2 separate regions of the Capsicum annuum genome follow, and region 1 is linked to region 2. Evidence: chromatin contacts called from public Hi-C data. All regions are on one chromosome and are shown on one strand. Each heading gives the region's core, a stretch centred on a gene start, on an enhancer-like site or on the middle of the called end of the contact. The rest is flanking DNA. Distances are from core to core; before and after follow the strand shown. Region 1 holds the start of LOC107863023 (TATA-binding protein-associated factor BTAF1). Region 2 holds the start of LOC107863022 (disease resistance protein RPP13).

Region 1 (4,121 bases), core at 499-2,998, 200 kb before region 2:
TTTAAGTGTATCTTCAAGTATTTTTTAAAAGTGTATCTTCAAGTATTTAAGGTAAAGTAATGTAAGATTTGAAGGATGCCCTCTCAAATTGGAAAGGTAGAAGTTACATAAATTCACTATTAACATTGCTATAATGTTCAACTCAAAGTTGCACCAAAGTTTTCAATTTTACAACAGACAAAAGTCAACATTAGCAATAAAAAAATAGATGGACATGCACACAGCTTTCCTAATAAAATGACTATCTGGAATCTGACTCACCAAATGATCAGTATAAGTCAATTCATACTATTCAGCGAGCTGATATTTCTCCTGCTAAAGTATGTCTACTATACTGATATCAGATGCAAAACAAGACAAACAGAACACATTTGTTGTCTGAAACAAAATATGTAAAGCTAGCCGCATAACGTACAACAAGCTACGCTGGGCGAGGTAACAAGTGAATAGAATTTGAACAACACTAGATTCTTGTATTTACAAAACCTGTTGATGAAAGAACGCCTTACACGCACAAACACGCATTTTTAATGTTTGTAGATTAGCACATTACAGACTCCATCTGGACATTACACTCCATCTGGACTCCATACAAATAAACATAAGAAAATGCTAACTTAGAAAATGCGCGGTTGAACTTAGAGTTGATAATGGACAATGATCAACTCAATCCATATTTCATCTCCTTTTTATCTTTAAGATTGGGTGATTACACACTTCTACAGGAATGCATATAAATTAATAAAAAACAGCACATACACATACAGAGAGCAAATTCAAGCGGCAATCTAACCAATCGCAACAAATTTGATCAATTAAATCAACAACGAATGAACAAAATCACTCATGTTAATCCTTACTTCACACCTAAATACTCAGAATTAAGCATAAGAAAAACTCAATTTCATCTATCCACGAAAAAAAATCACAAAAATGCACATTAAATTTACAGTTGATTCTAGCCGATCTGAATTGCATCAACTCGTCACTTCAAACAAATTTATCATCTGATTACACTCATTTACTCATCCTTACTTCACTATAAGCACATTTGAGCACTCGGAATGAAGCACAAAAACCACTCAATTTCATCAATTCATAAAAAATTCCAAATTGCAACAAATCGTAGAAACAAAACAATACGTGCAGAGTCACCGGTCTGAATCAATCTTATCAACTCAATCCATTTCAAAACAACATTCATCACATGATTATACACTTATACCAAACAAATGAACACAAAAAAAAAAAAAAACACTCAATTTAATCAAATTCATATTAAATCACGAAAATGCCAGTTAAACTTACAGTTCAATTATTTCCTTCTGATCCAAATAGCAACAATCTCATTCACCAAGCAAAAAATTGATTTTGAATCCCACAGAGCGAAAAATCTGAATATCCCTGGCACCAGTAAATCATTTTTGAAGCGGCACCAGTAAATCCCACAGAGCTCACCACCGGCAGCTCACTACCAGATCGTCTAAACAGCTCACCACCGGCGACTGTAGCGATTGATTGTAGAAATTGTCGTTGTAGCAATTGTAGCGAAGAGAAGCTAATCGATTGATTGTCTCCATGGCCCTAATCGATTGATTGTCTCCACGTTCGTCTCCACAAAATGAGAGTACTGTATAGTAGGTTTAAGCTAGAGAAGCCGCTCCAAAAGCTTTATTAAAATGTTCTTTTTATTTTTTGGACGGACTTAATGATTTTTTTTGTGTGTGTGTGAAAATGGAGGGAATAAAATGAGCTTGCTATAGCTTATTTTATTTAGCTATTGCAATGCTATAGCTTATTTCATTTAGCTATTGCAATGGTCAAAAGCAATGATTATAATGTTAAATTATATCTAATAGAATAATTATTTTTGATAATACTTGAAACCATTGCAATAGACCATCTATTGCAACGCTTTGTTAACCATTGCTAAAAAAATTTGTTATCATAAGGTAGTTTTTAGTAGTGTCTCCATCTTTAACACCCACTGTTGTGGCAGACATATCAGTAGCAACTAAAACAATTGTGAAAAAAAAAAAAGATAGCTCTTTATATATGTATATATGTTGATCTTTTCTTATAAGAAAAATATATTTAGATAAATACGCATGAATCTGATATTGACACGTAATTAAACACATAAAAAATCATAGAAATACACATAAAAATAATTAAACTAAATAAGTAAAGGGTATTTTTATAAACAAATAATATATTCTTAAAAATAATGCAATGCATATTATTTTTATTAGAACAAACCAAACAACCACTAAAAAACAACATGAGGATAACTAATCTCAGAACATCTAATCCCAACATAACTAATCTCAGCATATATAACTTGTCCTTACATTTATCTGAAGTAACAAACTTCTATTTCTTTATTTTTACACATGTGATTTTTTTTCTCAAGAAGTACTTTTGCAAATTGAACTCTGAGAATTTTTTCATTGAATCAGTTGTGCTTACTTATTTCAATGGCCTCTTGTCAATCATCAAAACTTCACAAGTAATAGTATGTTGCAATTTAGTTTGTCAATTATCAAAACTTCACAAGTAATAACATACTGCAATTTAGTTTGTTAGGATCATAAAGTGCTACAAGTTGACAAAAAAAAACTATAGATTGAGCATTTTTTGTATTATTTTAATTTAGAACACAGACCAATCTATTCAATGTTATTCTCGACGTTCTCATATTTTGGGAATGATAAATAATAGTATCATTACTTTATTTACACTCAATTTTTTTTCAGAATAATTATTCATTGAAAGATCAGAACTATATGGAAGTCATTTTTCTGAGTTCTAAGAAAATTAATAAGAAAAAAATATTTCTCAAAATATTTTAATCAATCAAGCATAAAAAATCAAAAATTATTTCCCTTCCTAACATCTATAATCTATATTTATATATCTATCTATAATCTACAATTTATAATCTATAATATATTAAAAGTGAAAAAGTGATTCGAATTTTTTACCCTTCATTAAAAGTCTGAGCAATAAATAAAATTATTTTTTCACCTTTTTTTTTTCTCAATTTATTATTTACTCCTAAAAATATATGGATATAATTTAAGATTCCTAAAATATATGAAATAGAAGGACTTTTGATATATATGAAAAAAAATAATCAGTAGAATATATTGCTAATTAAATAAATATACTAAATTTTCAAAATAAAGATTCAATTTCTCTTTTTAGTATTTGTATAGTTTTTTAGTTGTTTTTAAATTTATTTTTTTTTGTCCATGTCAACTTTTTGTGCATTGAGATGCCACTTCATAAAAATTGGCTTTTGTTTCAGCTTTATTCGTTTAAAAAAAATTCTTTTCATGTTATCTAAGTAATATTTTTTTCTTTATATTTTTCTTTCTCTTTCGAACTTTATCATGTTTTTGTCTTTCTTTTAGGTGTAGGAAATCTTTATTATTGACTTTTTTATTCCCCTTTTTGGTTTAGACCCCCCCACCCAACCCACCCCCCACTCGCTCTATATATATATATATTATGTCAAAGTTATTTTTTTTTGTTTAAGAAGTTTTCTCTTATAGTAGATGTTAATGTTTGTCTTATTATTTTCTCTTATGTTTTTCACCAGGAATATATTATTCATATATTTTATTAAAATTGCAGGTTCTTGAAGTGAGTTTGTGTAGAGGTATGGTTTTCTAAATTTTTAGACTGATTTGAAGTTTCCAATAATAAATAATGTATTTATGATTGACAATTGCAAATTGAGAAACTTATTTGTTAGTTTTCTTTATAAAATTTTATATACAACTAATAATTTGAAATTGACTTATTTATAATTTTGAACAAATTATTTGGATCGTCGCATAATGAAATTGTCTTATTTATAATTTTGGACCAATTATTTGAATCATCACATTCACGAAAAATTGGTAGCTCATTCTGAATTCGTAATAATTAGTAATTTTATTAATTTAAGATTTACTTTATCTATGCTTTAAGGGTAAAAATTATGTGTACTATGTTCTGAGAATTATTCCTGGGATTAAATATTTAGGAGATTTGATTTTTATTTATTAGTTGTCTAACTTATCATTAAAAAACTTTCATCATTGGTTGTTGTTGTTTGCTTAGGTACAAAGAGG
Region 2 (4,035 bases), core at 615-3,114:
CCTTTGTGCTTGACGATGAACGGCATGCCTGAGGCAAAAGGAGGATATGGAGTGTCTTGTCGGATCATAAATGTCAAAAACGTGTGCCTCCAGTGCCTTATTTATGGCAAGATCTCGAATTAGATCGTGAACCCTACATCTAGTAACTTTCTCCCAAAATGTTTCTGCCACTTGAACCAAACTTCGACTTATCAACTCATTCAAGAAGCCTTCAGCTACATCCTCGATTCCTTCTTCTCCTCTTGGTATGAAACCCTCAGCCATCCACAACTGCATTATGTTTTCAGCCTCGAGCTCTTGATCTTCTGGAAACATACCAATGTAAAGAAAACACTGTTTGAGCACAGTTGGCAAATCATTGTAGCTCAATGATAGTATGAGGAAGATTTCACTAGAGTCGTATTTAAAGCTCTGCCAAAGGTGTGCCTTCACCCTTTTCCATTCTTCTAGCCTCCTTTTATGAGAAAGCAGCCCGCTTAATACAACAATTGCAAGAGGTAAGCCTTGACACTTGTCCACCATATATTTAGCTAGGCTTTCCATTGCTGGGATCATTTCTCGAACATCAAGTAGTTTCCTACAAAAGAGATCCCAACTTTCTTCTTGGCGTAGAAAACGAAGAAAATGGACAAAACCTCTGTCGACTGCTCTTACAGCGACTTCCTCGTTGCGCGTGGTAATAATAACTCGGCTGCCGTTCTCACTATCCGGGAATGCTCTTTTCAGACTTTCCCAAGCTTCTATCTGCCATACATCATCAACCACCACAAGATATTTGTGTTCTTTTAATAGATCGACAAGGTGACTTTCTAGATCTGACTCAGTAATCTTATCCACCGAATCTGGATTTTCCTTAGTGCGTCCTTGGATAGATTCTATGATTTTCCTATGAAGATCCATGGTGTTGTACTCTTGAGAAACACAAACCCAAGCGCGTATTTGGAAGCTAGAGACTATATTAGGACTGATGTAGAGGTTTCTGGCAAGAGTGGTCTTGCCCAGTCCACCCATACCACAAATGGAGATGACGCTTCGATGAGGCTCTGCTTTGAGAAGTTCAGCTAGCAATGTTTCTACAACATCCTGAAAGCCAACAAAAATGTGATCATCCATATAGGAGGTAGTTCTCCTCCGTGTTCTTAACATGGCAGACTGATCGGTTGGCCGATTACTTGGCCCTCCTCCTGCATTATTGCTATCTGCAATACCATAAGTGTGTCGTTTGAGAGAGATTTCCATGATTCGTCTCTTGAGTGATTGGATCTCCTTGCTGGCTTTGTAGAATTTGTTCTCCTTCCAACCGATACAAGCACAAGCCTTGAGACGACTAGCAAATCCATCACCTTCACCAGCCTCAAAGTTGTAGGTCTCAACTATAGCGACAGCATCATTAGCAACAGCGTTGATCTCAAACACCCATTGTTGAACTCTTCGATCTTCAATTTGCTTTTCTTCTGCATCTTTGATGAAATACTGCATGAATAGCAACTCATTTCGCAGCCACTGCACGTCCTCTCTGAGACTTGTACGCAGGTAAACTTCCTGTATGAGAAAATCACCCAGCTTTTGAACTGCAAATGACACAAAGGCATCAGCCATCTTCAGGTGTTTGAATTTTTTCTGTTATGACTTCTTGGGTGTGGTGTTACAGCAATACTTGCACTAGGCTTGATGCAGAGCAAGTAGGAGGGGGAGTTAATGTTAGTAAGGTTCTAGCTGTCATTTAACTACTATTCTTTTTATTTCTTTTTAGCTATCATTTAACTATTACTATATCATGTTGTTTGTTATTGTTACTTTTCTTCTCCATTGTTTTCAACATAAATTTTTCACTACTGTAATTATTTTACATATACTTGAGCATTGATGTGCTTTACTTGAGCTAGGACCTATCAAAAACTACTTTTATCTTTTCAAGATAGGGGTAAGGTTGAGTACACACATCAAACTTCTTCCCATCAACTTCTTTACACTGGTATGTTTATTGTTGTAGATCTCATAAAAGTGAGAACAACCAACGTGGTCCACTTGTTTTTATTATTTGTGGTTGAATATATGGTGTTACTTTTACGATTAGAAATAGTTTAAAGAGAATAAGCATAAATATCCCCTTTAATTTGTCGTCATAATTTACTTTAGCACTTTAATCATATAGGCAATTATTACCTCCCTAAACAATTTTCACGTGAATTATATTACCCTTAATGGCTGACATGGCACAAAAAATTAAAAAAAATAAAGCAATTATTTTTTTAAAAAAAAAGGAGTGCTAATGGGATATTTTAATAATTTGTTAATTATTATATATAATTCAGTTATATATAATAAAAGAAAAATAATAACTAAAAACACCCCCTTTCCCCCTTTCATCTTCTTCAAAACACCCACCAATTTGATTTTCTTCAAATAACCAACCCCTTGCCATCTTCCCCGGCCCTCTCCCTGCCTCCCCTTCTTCTTCTTCGAACCCCAGCCTCCTCCCTTCTTCTTCTACAAACTTTCACCCCCTTCCTAATACGATACAAACCACGGATTGTACCAAAAACTACACAAAAATAGTCCATAAACAAGAAGGAACCCGAGAGCTCAACAACACCAAAATCTCGGGTCCAACAACAACAAGAACAAGGTGTAAATGACACCAAAAAAATGCCACAACAACAAGAGATAAACAACATTATAACGACAATAACAACACTAGGATAACAATAATCAAGCGTTACTAGATTACAAGACACAACAAGAACCAACAGGTTCACTAGACAACACAAACTAAGGCATGAAATGTAAAGATAGATAGTGTGACATACACTATTACAAGATCAGGAACCCAAAGATATATTAAATCTAAGGACTCCTAAAACTTACAATAGCAACACCACACCCTTACGAAGACACAAGAGGGATTCCACCGCTCAGGCACCAACGTTTCCAAGTAATACACATTCACAAGAGAATCCACACTTGCTCATGTCCTAGTTTTGGCCTAGGGAGGCTCTCTCTCTCAAGAGAGGTGTTATTTGTGTTCTTACATCAACATTCAATAACTAATGAGCTAACACCCTAACATGTTCTTTATATAGGCTATTACACATAATAGACAAAATGACAAAAGTGCCCCTTAGTGTTAAATGAATAAAATGGCGCCCATGAAGTGCAATATAGGGGCGGCTTTGGAGCCCTTTTCACACTTCAACTCATACACTCCATAGGTTGCATTCAACACACTCAAAAATGTAAAACGTCCATCTTCATGATCGTGCCCGTATCACTTCCTTCTTCTTCAAATCCTCCCATTTCTCTTTAATTTCTTTTTTTTTTCTCAAATCCCTATCGTCACCTTAAAAAAAACCTTCAGCTTGCTTCAAAAAATCTTTATTATAACTTTCACATATGCAATTTAGAATACCTATTTTATTTCTAAAAAAAAAAAAAACTATGAGAGAAAATTAGCGAAACCTAAAACAATGACTAAGGAATAAGAAGTATTAATGGAGGTCATCAGAAGAAGAAAGGAAGGGTGGGTGGGTGGCTGGGGTCGGGTTGGGGTAGTGGTGGTTTGAAGATTAAAATTGGAAGCAGGGGTTAGTTTTTCTTAACATATAAAATATATATTAGTGAAATTAATTTTTCAAATAATTTTTTATGTGGCCCTGACGTGCTGCGGACATGGCAATGACGTCGCGCAAATGTAATACATTCTCCATTGTGAGAGTGGTATCACATTTTGAGGGTGATAGATAATTCATGCAAAAGTTATTTAAGGGAGCAAATAATTGTATATAAAGTTAAAGTACTAAAGTAAGTTGTGTCGATAAGTTCAGGGGGTTTTTATGCTTTTTCCCTAGTTTAAATATACCAATCATTGTGCTTCTTATCCAAATATACCCCAATGACACACGTTATGCTCCAGGACATAAGTTTAGTGATGCAAATTATTCTTCAAGACACAAGTTATGCTTCTAGGCATAAATTTACTGACAGAAGTCTTGCATGCGAGTAAGATAGTACATAATATAAGTGAATTACAGAGTT

The links. Hi-C and Micro-C count contacts between places; a contact is called where the count stands out from the background.
Region 1: a Hi-C map of leaf shows a contact between it and region 2, with 2.3 times the contacts expected there. The contact joins the promoter of LOC107863023 here to the promoter of LOC107863022 in region 2. A contact is called at or near these places in 2 of 5 Hi-C or Micro-C datasets (leaf and placenta).

What each region holds. Positions count from the first base shown.
Region 1 is chr5:16,125,909-16,130,029 of UCD10Xv1.1, reverse strand. LOC107863023 (TATA-binding protein-associated factor BTAF1) reads right to left here and starts at 1,748. Exons shown (of 5, transcript XR_007055647.1): 1 at 1,309-1,748.
Region 2 is chr5:15,922,950-15,926,984 of UCD10Xv1.1, reverse strand. It overlaps LOC107863022 (disease resistance protein RPP13), which reads right to left and starts at 1,864. Exons shown (of 2, transcript XM_016708774.2): 1 at 1-1,864. The coding sequence starts at 1,599.